2 separate regions of the Canis lupus genome follow, and region 1 is linked to region 2. A link is a contact called in public Hi-C data. All regions are on one chromosome and are shown on one strand. The core of a region is the stretch at or near the end of the contact, and the rest is flanking DNA. Distances in the headings are between cores, read along the strand shown. Region 1 holds the start of SAP18 (Sin3A associated protein 18). Region 2 holds the start of ZDHHC20 (palmitoyltransferase ZDHHC20).

The links. A called contact is a pair of places that touch in the nucleus more often than the background predicts.
Region 1: a Hi-C map of blood shows a contact between it and region 2, with 3 times the contacts expected there. The contact joins the promoter of SAP18 here to the promoter of ZDHHC20 in region 2. A contact is called at or near these places in 2 of 9 Hi-C or Micro-C datasets (amygdala and blood).

What each region holds. Positions count from the first base shown.
Region 1 is chr25:17,091,002-17,096,420 of UU_Cfam_GSD_1.0, forward strand. SAP18 (Sin3A associated protein 18) reads right to left here and starts at 1,878. Exons shown (of 4, transcript NM_001252161.1): 1 at 1,700-1,878; 2 at 1,407-1,516. The coding sequence starts at 1,828.
Region 2 is chr25:16,959,016-16,965,117 of UU_Cfam_GSD_1.0, forward strand. It overlaps ZDHHC20 (palmitoyltransferase ZDHHC20), which reads left to right and starts at 2,177. Exons shown (of 13, transcript XR_005378493.1): 1 at 2,177-2,444.

The DNA of each region.
Region 1 (5,419 bases), core at 628-3,127, 130 kb after region 2:
TCCCGAACAGAGTTTTCATCAATACATTAGTAACAGTTCTTTCTTGTAAGTTAAATCAACCTTCCTGGAGCTTTTATCCTGGAATGATGCTGAACTAAAATCATATTACATAACTTTAACCAATACCAACACAAAGACAATTACGGTCCCAGTCTTTAAAGGAGTGAGTGCTGGACTCACAGTTTAAAATTACACACTCTCTGGGGCTGTAAAATGGTGCAGCTGCTGTGAAAACCAGCTTGTTATTTCCTTATTCCTTAAAAAGTTAAACATGTAATAATGTTATGATCCAGCAATCCTATTTCTGGGAATATACCCAAAAGGATTCAAACGATATGTGCATACCCAGGTTCATAGCAACATTATTCACAAAAGCCAAAAAAATGGAAACTCAAGTACCTATCAACAGAAAAGTGGACAGACAAAACGTGGTATATCCATACATTAAAATATTAAGCCATAAAAAAAAAATGAAGTTGTGTGCACATAAAAAAGAATGTGCTACAACATGGATGAACCTTGTAAATGTCACACTGAAATAAGCCAAACACAACACTTGTGTGAAATACCTAGACTGGGCAAATTCATATAGATATAAACTAGATTAGAGTCTATCGGGGAAGAAAGGAATGGAAAATTACTGCTTACTGGGTAACTTCTGCCAAGGAGGGGGAAAAAGTTTTGGTAATAGGTAATAGTTGCACAATGCGAATATAACTGATGCAACTGAATCATACATTTAAGAATTATAATAGCAAATTTAACGTTATATAATAAAGATATATATTTAACACTTAACTTTTTACTGCTACTACACAGCCATTATGATGTCAAACTAAGGAAACATATGCAGCTCTAAAAATATGCTTACAACATGTAATGGCCCTAAGAAAGACTTAGGGGTAGAGAAGGTACACATAAACATTCAGGGGCAGGTCTTCACGAAACACACATTAAAAGCTTTTCCATTAAGCACCAGATCAGAAATCAGTTGGGTTTTTGCTGATTTCCTTTTTTAATACTATAGCATTGAAGGCTTAATATTTCACAGAAATGCTCTTGAGGATTTACTTTACTATGTAATTCTAGTACCATTTAGTTGACTACGGGCCCCTTCAGGGCAGCTACTGCATTTTATTTATCTACGTGTATTTTTATACCAAGCAGCCACAACAGTGATAGCAATCCTGGGTGCGTCAGTTCTTCACAACCCAAAAGTTTGAACATGAAGCTTAATTGTATTACAAGATGGGAGAATCCCCTTTTACCTAACAACTAAAACTTCCAACTTTCTGAGAGCCGGGCCCAAGGACCCGGAAGGGGAGGAAGCGGAGCCACGGAGGGAATTACTGTGTTAATGCCCGACCACCCCCCGGGTCCCGCCCCCGCGGACCCCGCGCTCTCACCAAGTGTAGATCTGGAGCTCGCTGGACGGCACGTTTCCGCGGGAAAACTCGTCCATTCGGTGGTGGCGGCCGTTATTGGTGGTGAAAACACGCAGCAGCAGCGGGCACGTCTGGGAGCAGAGGAGGAAAAGGAGGGCAGAAGTTAAAGAAAGCGGCTCGGGTCCGGGGCTCCCTTTCCCTCCGGAGGCGTCGCGGCCTCTTACAGCCCGGGGAGCAAACACTGCCGCTTCCTGCACGCAGGCCGCGCTCTCCGCCCCGCCGGGCCCACCTCCACCTCTCTCCGGATCCCATACTTTCTCCCGATCGATCGGTTTCTCCGGCTCCTTCTTAATTTCCTCCTGGGTAACGCGCGACTCCACCGCCATCTTCCTCCTACGGCCCGCGAGACGCTCGCTCTGACCTCCGACCCCCGCAGCGAGCATGAGAACGGAGTCTCTCGCGAGGAGAAGCTCGAGGCTTTATAGAGGACCGGGGAGGAGGGGCGGGGCGTTTGCTGGCGCAGGCGCAGTTCGTTGTGCGGCGCGTGAGCCCGGGCCCGGCCACGCCTGCGTGTTGCGTCCTCAGGAAAAAGGCGGGCGTTGGCGTCCGCGGGGCGGGGTTTCTGAGGGATCGTGTCGCTGTGGGTGTTCGGAGGCTGAGGAAGTGACCGCCAGTTGTTCGCGGGACAAACAAGCCGGCGGGGCATTGTTCCCGCGTAGTGAATGTTCGCAAACGAAGGACTCGAGAGTGGTACAGGGGATCAGTGAGTCAGCGGAGCATCAAACTCTGGAATAAAGGAAGACCTGGATGGGAACCGGACGCCAGAGGGAAGACGGAAGAGGCTGCGAAATGGAGGGGAAGACGGTGCTGCAGTGTGTGCTCGCGAAATCGTCAGCCGTCTGTACCGCGGGAGGGTGACGGGCGCCTCCGCACGCGGTGGGCCAGGGACCCGCGTGTGAACAGCAGGACGAGAACTTTGTGGCGTAGCGTGAACGCGCTTCAGGATCAGTGCGTTGGGATACGTGATACAAAAGGCGTGGAGCCAGAGATCGGTGAACCTGACGAGATTTAAATCGAAAAAAAAGTAAAGCCACGAGGCCTGACCTTAAAATACATCATCAAGAAAGAAAAACCACAGAGTGGTAAAAAATTTCCATGATGCAGGTGATTGACAAAAGCTAGTGTCCCATAGCTTTTATTAAAGAACAGACAACCCAATGGAAGATGGGTAAAATAACCGAAAAGTGCTTTTAAAATGAAGAAACCCACATGGCTAATAACCATGAGATGCTCAAGCTCCTTACTAGTCAGAGATTGCATGAAAACCATAGAGCCGGGCAGCCCGGGTGGCTCAGCCGTTTAGCGCCGCCTTCAGCCCGGGGCGTGATCCTGGAGACCCGGGATCAAGTCCAAGTCGGGATCCCTGCATGGAGCCTGCTTCTCCCTCTGCCTGTGTCTCTGCTTCTCTCTCTGTCTTTCATGAATAAATAAATAATAAAAAATCTTTTAAAAATTACTATGCCATGTATTTACTTGTACCCCAAACACTGAAGTGTAATTTAAAAAAATAAAATGTATTGGGCAGCCGCGGTGGCCCAGTAGTTTAGCGCCGCCTTCAGCCCAGGTTGTGATCCTGGAGACCCTGGATCGAGTCCCCCGTCGGGCTCCCTGCATGGAGCCTGCTTCTCCCTCTGCCTGTGTCTCTGCCTCTCTCTCTCTCTCTCTGTGTGTGTGTCTCTCATGAATAAATAAAATCTTAAAAAAAAAAAAAAAAACATAGTGATTGGTTTGTAACAAACTACACTCACTAACAAAGCAAAAATTTGACATTTGTTGGTGGACTGATGGGCATTTTCTAATACTCGTGGTGAAAGCAGATTGGTATACCCACTTTGGTACCCACTTTGGAAAGTAGTTTAGGATTATTTAGTAAAGTCGAAGATGTGTATACTTTAGATCTAACAATCCCGCTGCTTGGTATATACTCTAGAGAAGACCTTGCTCAAGTGTATCCAGTGTATTGTTAAGAATGTTCTTAATATTGTTCATAAGAACAAAACCCCATTTCCATCACGAGTACATTAACTAAGTGAATCGTGGTGCACTGTACAGAAACAAGTACCAAACAGCAATGGAATACTATACAACAACAAAAATGAACAAACTACAGCTACATGAAACTACAACAATGTGAAATAGCATTAATGTGCTGTGTGAATCCATTTTTATAACGTTCAAAAGCAGGCGATACTAAACAATACTGTTCAGGGTGCATTCCCAAGTGATAAGACTATAGAAAAAAAAAGTGATGAATCACTAACAGAAGTCAGAATGGTGGGACGCCTGGGTGGCTCAGCAGTTGAGCGTCTGCCTCTTAATTTTATAAATAAATAAAATTAAAAAAAAATCAGAATGGTAATTACGTCTGAGAAAAGACTGATGGGGTGGGGGAGTGCAGAGGAGGTGTTTCTGAAGTGTTGGCAACATTCTTTTATGTTTGTGGTGGTTACACAGTTTTTTTTTTTTTTTTAAGATTTTATTTATTTATTCATGAGAATACACAGGAGAGAGAGAGAGGCAGAGACACAGGCAGAGGGAGAAGCAGGCTCCATGCAGGGAGCCGGACGTGGGACTCGATCCAGGGTTTCCAGGGTCACGCCCTGGGCTGAAGGTGGCGCTAAACCGCTGAGCCACCCGGGCTGCCCACACAGTTTTTAAATTACTCTTTAAGCAGTATGTTTATGTTTTACACTCTTCTGTATGACTATTGTTTGCTATTAAAAAAGCTCCCCCCCCAGACATATCAATTGATACAAAAAAATACAAACAATCCAATAGAAAAATGGGCACAAGTCATGATAGGCATTTCATAGAAGAGGAAACACAAATTATGTGTAAACATATGAAAAGATGTCCAACCTCATGAATAATCATAGAAATGCACATTTAAACCGCAATAAGATAACATTTCGGGATCCCTGGGTGGCGCAGCGGTTTGGCGCCTGCCTTTGGCCCAGGGCGCGATCCTGGAGACCCGGGATCGAATCCCATATCAAGCTCCTGATGCATGGAGCCTGCTTCTCCCTCTGCCTGTGTCTCTGTGCCTCTCTCTCTCTCTCTGTGACTATCATAAGTAAATAAATAAAAATTAAAAAAAAAAAAAACATTTCACCCAGATTGGCCAAAATGTAAAAATCAAGCAATCATTTATGGGCAAGGATGTGGAGAAAATGGAATTCTTACAGACCACTCTCATCATTGTGGAAATATTGGTGTTACCTAGAAAGACGATGTGAAAGACATGCACACCATATGATCCAGCTCTTCCACTCATATTTGTATACCCAGAGAAATTGTTACACATGAGCAGCAGGCGACATGTTGAACAATGTTCAAACATTTATTCTCAATAACTAGAAAAACATGAATATCTATCAAGAGTATATTCATAAACTGAAATTCCATAAAAATTTGAAAATAGGAATCAACATGCTTAAAAGCTAGACTTAAAAAGACAAGTCACAGAACAATACATACAATAGGATTCAATTTTGGGAAGTTTAAAAATAGGAAATTTCTCTCCTCCTTCCCCCAGATACTGTTTAGGGAAACAAACACTAAGTGGTAAAATTATAAAGAGAAGCCAGGCAATGATTGACACTAAATTCAGTATAGTGTTACCTCTGGGAGTAAGCTGGGGTAATGCAATTTTTGAAGGGCATCCAGGGAGCTTCTAAGGGACTAGTAAGTAGTCTTTCTCACTAGAGAGGGTGTCATTTTTTCACTGGCCACATTGTAGCTATTCATTTTAAATACTCTTGGGTGTGTGATTTAGATCTGTGTTTAAAAAAATTTTTAACTGCCTAGAGATGGGTCCTCTAGTCAATACTCAGGTTTTTAAAAAGGTATTTAAATTTCCTCCCCAGTTTATGATTCTATTTTTAAATTTAAATTTATTTTTTATTTAAGTTTTTATTTTAATTCCAGTTAACATACAGAGAAATATTAGTTTCAGGCATACAGTATAGTGATTC
Region 2 (6,102 bases), core at 927-3,426:
TTATTATTTTTTAAAAATATTTTATTTATTTATGAGACAGAGAGAGAGACAGAGACACAGGCAGAGGGAGAAGCAGGTTCCATGCAGGGAACCCAACTTGGGACTGGATCCTGGATCTCTAGGATCAGGCCCTGGGCTAAAGTTGGCGCTAAACCACTGAGCCACCTGGGCTGCCCAGAATATGACCTTATTTCAAGTAGGATTCTTGCAAGGAATTTGTTAAAATGAGGTAATACTGGAGTAGGGTGGGCACTCAATCCAATAGAGAATAGACATAGAGATACAGACACAGGAAGGGAAAACGTGACAAGAGAGGCAGAGATTAGAGTGATCCAGCTGCAAGCCAAGGAATGCTGAAGATTGATGGCTACTACCAGAAGCTAGGTAATGGGCAAGAATTAGCCCCTATGGTTTTCAGAGGAAGTACAGCCTGCTGTCACCTTAATTTAGGACTTCTAAACTGTGAGACACTAAATTTCTGTTGTGTTAAGCCATCCAGTTTGTGGTGGTTTGTTATGGCAGCCCTAGGAAACTTCTACAGGTATTAAGCAAAATGGTACAACAGAAATGAATCATTTCCAGATAAGAATGCTGGAAGGCATGGCATTTGTACTGAGCTTTAGTAAGATGTTTTTTTATATACATAGGTGGCAGGAAGAGAAAAGGCTTTAAGTTATGGTCTTCATGCCAATCCAAATTCCAGCCTGAAGCCTAACTTTCCTAAGCAACCCCTCTGGAAAACAAGCTGAATGTGATTCACTTTAGTGCCTTTAACCTACTGTCATTTTTGCCACTAACATGACTTTCAAGATACAAAATCTGGGAGAACAAAATAATTTACACATGCTTTATTATTTCTACCACTGGTGTGCTGTAGTTAAATATTATCTGTTAATATTTCACAGACCTTCATATCACACTATAAACGGGGGATATCTGTCTCATAGAGACTTTAGTGAGTAGTAGCTAATGAAAATCTTAGTCTAACAAGAATAGACATGATAGTAACTGGAAATGAGGCTTGGAATTACTCGTAATGCTTCTGACCTTGTATTATGATGTCTTCACAGTGATGCTTCTAGGTTGTTATGACTACAGGCATTATTTAGCAAGATTTCCCAGTTGTAAATAAACTCAAGATTTCAGCAGTGGTTTAGGGGCAGGGAGAGGGCTGTTGCTCCCTTTTCCACAGCTCAGTTTTAGATTTTTTTCTTTTTTTAAAAAAATTATTTATTTATTTATTCATGTGAGAGAGAGAGAGAGAGAGAGATTGAGGCAGAGACACAGGCAGAAGGAGAAGCAGGCCCCATGCAGGGAGCCTGTCGTGGGACTCGATCCCGGGTCTCCAGGATCACACCCTGGGTCAAAGGCGGGCGCCAAACCCCGAGCCACCCAGGGATCCCCGAGATTCGGGTTTCAAATCAAAGTGACAGACTGCACACGGCTTCCCTCCTAAATCACAGACATCCACCAGTTCAGTTCCATCGTGGAAAAAATGATAGCGTGTCCCCGTGGGGTCCCTCGGGCGCCCCCTTCTCCCGGGGAGGGATGTTCAGATAGGGGTTTTCATCTGTCAGTTCCGCCTGAAACATGGAGCAAATCACTGCAAAATACAGGGATTCTTAACAATAGGTATTCCTCGCCCGCAGCCGGGGTGGCTCGGGCCGGTCCTATCCGAACACGGGCCGCACCGGTCAGGGGCCGCAGGGCCCCAGGAGACCACGTTCTGTACTGAGAGGCCCGAGGCCCACGAATCGGCCGAGGGACCGTTCCCGGCGGCCTCCCGGCGTGGGCCAAGCGCCCCCAAAGCAGCTCGCTCTCCCGGTCGGCGCTCGAGGAGGCGCCTTTCGTCTCGCGGGTGCCCCCAGGCTCACTTCCTCCTCTCCTCCCCCGGCCTCCTCCGCCTCCCACCCCGCCAGCCCAGCCACACCCCCCGGGCCGTCCCCGAGGCCCCGCCCCACGCCCGGCCCCGCCCCACGCTCGGGCTCGGCCCCGCCCACCGGGGCGCGCCGCGGGCTGCGGCGGGCGAAGGCGGAGGCGGGGCGGGGCGGGCGTGGGCGTGGGCGCGGGGGGGCGGGGGTGGGGGGGCGTTGGGATGCCGGGCGGGGGCGGGACCTGGCCGGGAGCGGCTCGGGGAGGAGTCGCGGAGGGGCCTCCCGTCTACTCTTCCGCGGGCTCGGGCTCGGGCTCGGGCTCGGGCTCGGGCTGGGAGGCGGGGTCCGTGGGCGAGGAGCGGCCTCGAGCAGCCGAGTCGCCGCCGCCGCCGCCGGGGCCCGGGCGCTCCGCTGGACCGTGGGGCGCCGGGCGCAGCAGCCGCCGGCGGAACATGGCGCCGTGGACGTTCTGGCGCTGCTGCCAGCGCGGCGTGGGCTGGGTGCCGGTGCTCTTCATCACCTTCGTGGTCGTCTGGTCCTACTACGCGTACGTGGTGGAGCTGTGCGTGTGTGAGTACCGAGCCCCCGGCGTGCGCCTGCCCTCGAGGCCCGCCGGGCCCGGCCCCGACCCCGACCCGGGAGCAGGCCGACGCGCCCGGGGCTTTGTCAGCGCGCTGCGGGGCGGCGCGGGGCGGCCTTGGGGGGCGGCCTCGGGGGCGCCCTGGGGGCAGGGCGGTCGGGGCGCCCGGGCTCCGGTGGCTCCGGGGCTGCTGGGTTCGGACGCGGCGTGTCCTCGGCGGGGGAGCCGCGTGTGTGTGTGTGTGTGTGTGTGTGTGTGTGTGTGTGTGCGCGCGCGCTCACTCTGCTTCTGTTCCTGTTTAGAACGCGGGCATCTGCTCGTCCTCCACCGCCCCAGCAGCGCGGGAAGGGGAGCGGGCGGGGCGGCGGGGAGGCAGGTGGTCTGGTCGCCGCCGGCGGCCGGCAGGTTGGGCCCCGGGGCACAGCGCTGCCCGCTGCTCATTTCTGGTGGCCCCGGACCCGTTTAAAGTTCATTTCTTCCGCCTCTGCGTCCACTCACTCACACACAGTGTTATTTTAAGACCGAAAGAAGGAGGGAGAGGAGATATGGAGCCGGGTTCTCTCTTTCCTGGTCTGTCGGTGCTGGAGGTCCGTCTTTCTTCCATCCTCAGACTTTAGGGCTTTCGCTTCCGTCCCTGCCAGGGCTCTCGCTAGTTCTTAGTGCACCAGGTTCTCACCGGGTTCCCTGCGGTGGAAAAGGAGTAACACCCAGGATACAGTCCGAGGATTTAAGACCCAGATTTCAGTAGGTGGCCGTTAAAATGGAAAGAAATTGGTTGTCCTCGAAGCACTGTTTGAGGGCCCCGACTGTGTGATAGTGATGAGTACTCTGCCTTACGCGAATTGCTCGCAGGCTTTGGGGGTGCGGCTATTTTAGGGCTCTTCTGGCCTTCCGCTTCTGCTGTGTCTGCTCTTCGTATCAATTCTTCCTGGGAACTGAGGACCAAATAGTAAATGGTGTTGGTACAGGCCATCCCTTGGCATCCAGAGTGATCTAGTTTTAGCATACGCCAGGCCGCGGCTATCTAGTGGACCCTGGTTCTGTACATTTGAAAAAAGCCTTCGCGGGGTGCCTGGGAGGCGCAGTGGGTTAAGTGCCTGCCTTCAGCTCAGGTCACGATCCCAGCGTCCTGGGGTCGAGCCCTGCTGTCAGGCTTCCTGCTCAGCGGGGAGGCTGCTTCTCCCTCTCCCTCTGCTTGCTGCTCCCCCTGCCTGTGCTCTCTCTGTCTCTTAAATTAAAAAATCTTAAGGAAAAAAAGAAAAAGCCCCCTGAGGTTGATTGATAATGTGAAATGAAAAGTAGTTGTACCACCCACTCCACTTGCAAGTGGCAGAATGAAGACTTTTCCAGTTGTGGCTCTAGACTTGTACAATTCTCAAATACTTGGTTAAAACTGAGTTCTGCACATGAAAGAGAATGCCTTGGCTCAAAAAGTTTGAGAGGGGGATCCCTGGGTGGCGCAGCGGTTTGGCGCCTGCCTTTGGCCCAGGGCGCGATCCTGGAGACCCGGGATTGAATCCCACGTCGGGCTCCCGGTGAATGGAGCCTGCTTCTCCCTCTGCCTGTGTCTCTGCCTCTCTCTCTCTCTCTCTGTGTGTGACTATCATAAATTAAAAAAAAAAAAAAAGTTTGAGAGGGTGGGTTTTTAAATGAAAATAATTGCTTTCAACTAAATCATATTGTACCTATAGAATATTTAATTTTAAGGAAAGCATTCCTGTGAATAGGCCCCAGAATAAATTAGTTGTGGAATACATGGACACAAAATAATGGAGTTAATCTGTTGAATGTTATTGAATAATGATGTTTGAATTAATTAAAATTGACTAGATTTAGGTATTTTTTAAAGCTACTCCCAAAAGTGGTACTGATCATAGGATTCTCATCAGCTTGTGATGGTATTTGATCTTATTTACTCTGAAGTGGGCATTTATTCCAAAAGTTGTACCAGTCTTATTTAATTCTGTCAGAAGATTATTCCTACCCTATTCTAATTACACAGTAGTTTTGAAGTAAAGCTTCTGAAGGAACACTAAAAATGTGCATTTATGTTGAAATCTCACAGCTTAAACTGTAGATGGTTTAAAGATTTTATTTATTTATTTATTTATTTGACACAGAGAGAGAGAGGAAGAGAGCACAAGCAGAGCAGTGGCAGAGGAGGGAGAAGCAGACCCCTGCTGAGCCGGGAACCTGGTGTAGGACTCCACCCCAGGACCCCAGGACCCCAGGACCATGACCTGAACCAAAGGCAGATACTTAACTGACTCAGCCACTTAGGCACCCTCCCTTATAGAGGGTTTTTGGGGGAAAAAAAAATCAAAAGGTGAGGTTAAACATACGGAAAGGGAAATGAATATGAATTGAAAAGTATTATGTGTTAATAAGGATGGAGGGGATATTATTTTCATTCTTTAATCCTCCATCTCTGAGTATAGGTATCTCCTCCAGATGTAGGAAATGAGACTCTGAGCGAATAGATTGTTGGTTAGGTCACACAGTTGTTGAGTGGCTATTGCAGTGTGATTTACATATTTACACTACATATAACTTTAGTAAGTCACTGGAACTGTAATTGTTTTGTTCTATGATTGGAGAAGGGTAGTGCATGGGGTTAGGTTGTTGCCCTTTTTGGAGATCATGACTTCAGTTAGGCTTTAGGCCCATCCTTTCGAGATCATACCCCAGGATTTCATTAAGTTAAAACATTCTGCAACCATTAAGGGTCAATGCTTGACAGAATTTTTAAATAATCAGTAATGAAAGCTCTGATAAAGGCCCTATACTTAATTCTTCTAAGTTATCTGAGGTTAACTATGGAGAATTTGGGAGGTCTGCAGTATCACTGAACTGTGTGTGTAGATGAGCATAAAAGTTCATTCACTTTCATAATAACACTATCCTTTAAACTACTTACATATATATTTATGTTTTCATAACACAGACCCTTTCACTGGTATATGTCTATATATAAATTGAGTGAAGTGTGAGTTTAACTTAAAGTGCTGTTTTAGCATTATTTACAATGGAACTGTAACTGTGGAAGCAGCCAAGTGTCCATCCATTGGTGAATGGATAAAGAAGAGATGGTATAGGGTACCTGGGTGGCTCAGTCAGTTAAGCATCTGCCTTTGGCTTAGGTTATGATCCCAGGGTCCTGGAATTGAGCCAGGAGTCCGACTCCCTGATTGGCAGAAAGTCTATTTCTCCCTCTCCACCCACCTACCCCACTTATGTATGTGTGCACACACTTTCTGTCAAATATTTTAAAAAGTGACTATATATATATATATATATACACACACGTATATATGTGTGTATGTAAAAGATGGTATGTATGTGTATATATATGTATACACATCTATACTCACAATGGAATATTATTCAGCCATAAAAAGGATGAAGTCTTGCTATTCACCCATGTTGTTGTGAATGTGTTGCTAAAGAGTATAATGCTAAGTGAAATAAGTCAGTCAGAGGAAGACAAATAACATATGATATAACTTGTATGTGGAATTTATGAAATAAAAACAAATGAAGAAAGTTAAAAAGGAGACAAACCAAAAACTGACTCTTAATTACAGAGAACAGTTACCAAAGGGGAGTTGGGTAGGGGGATGGATGAAATAGGTGAAGGGGATTAAGAGT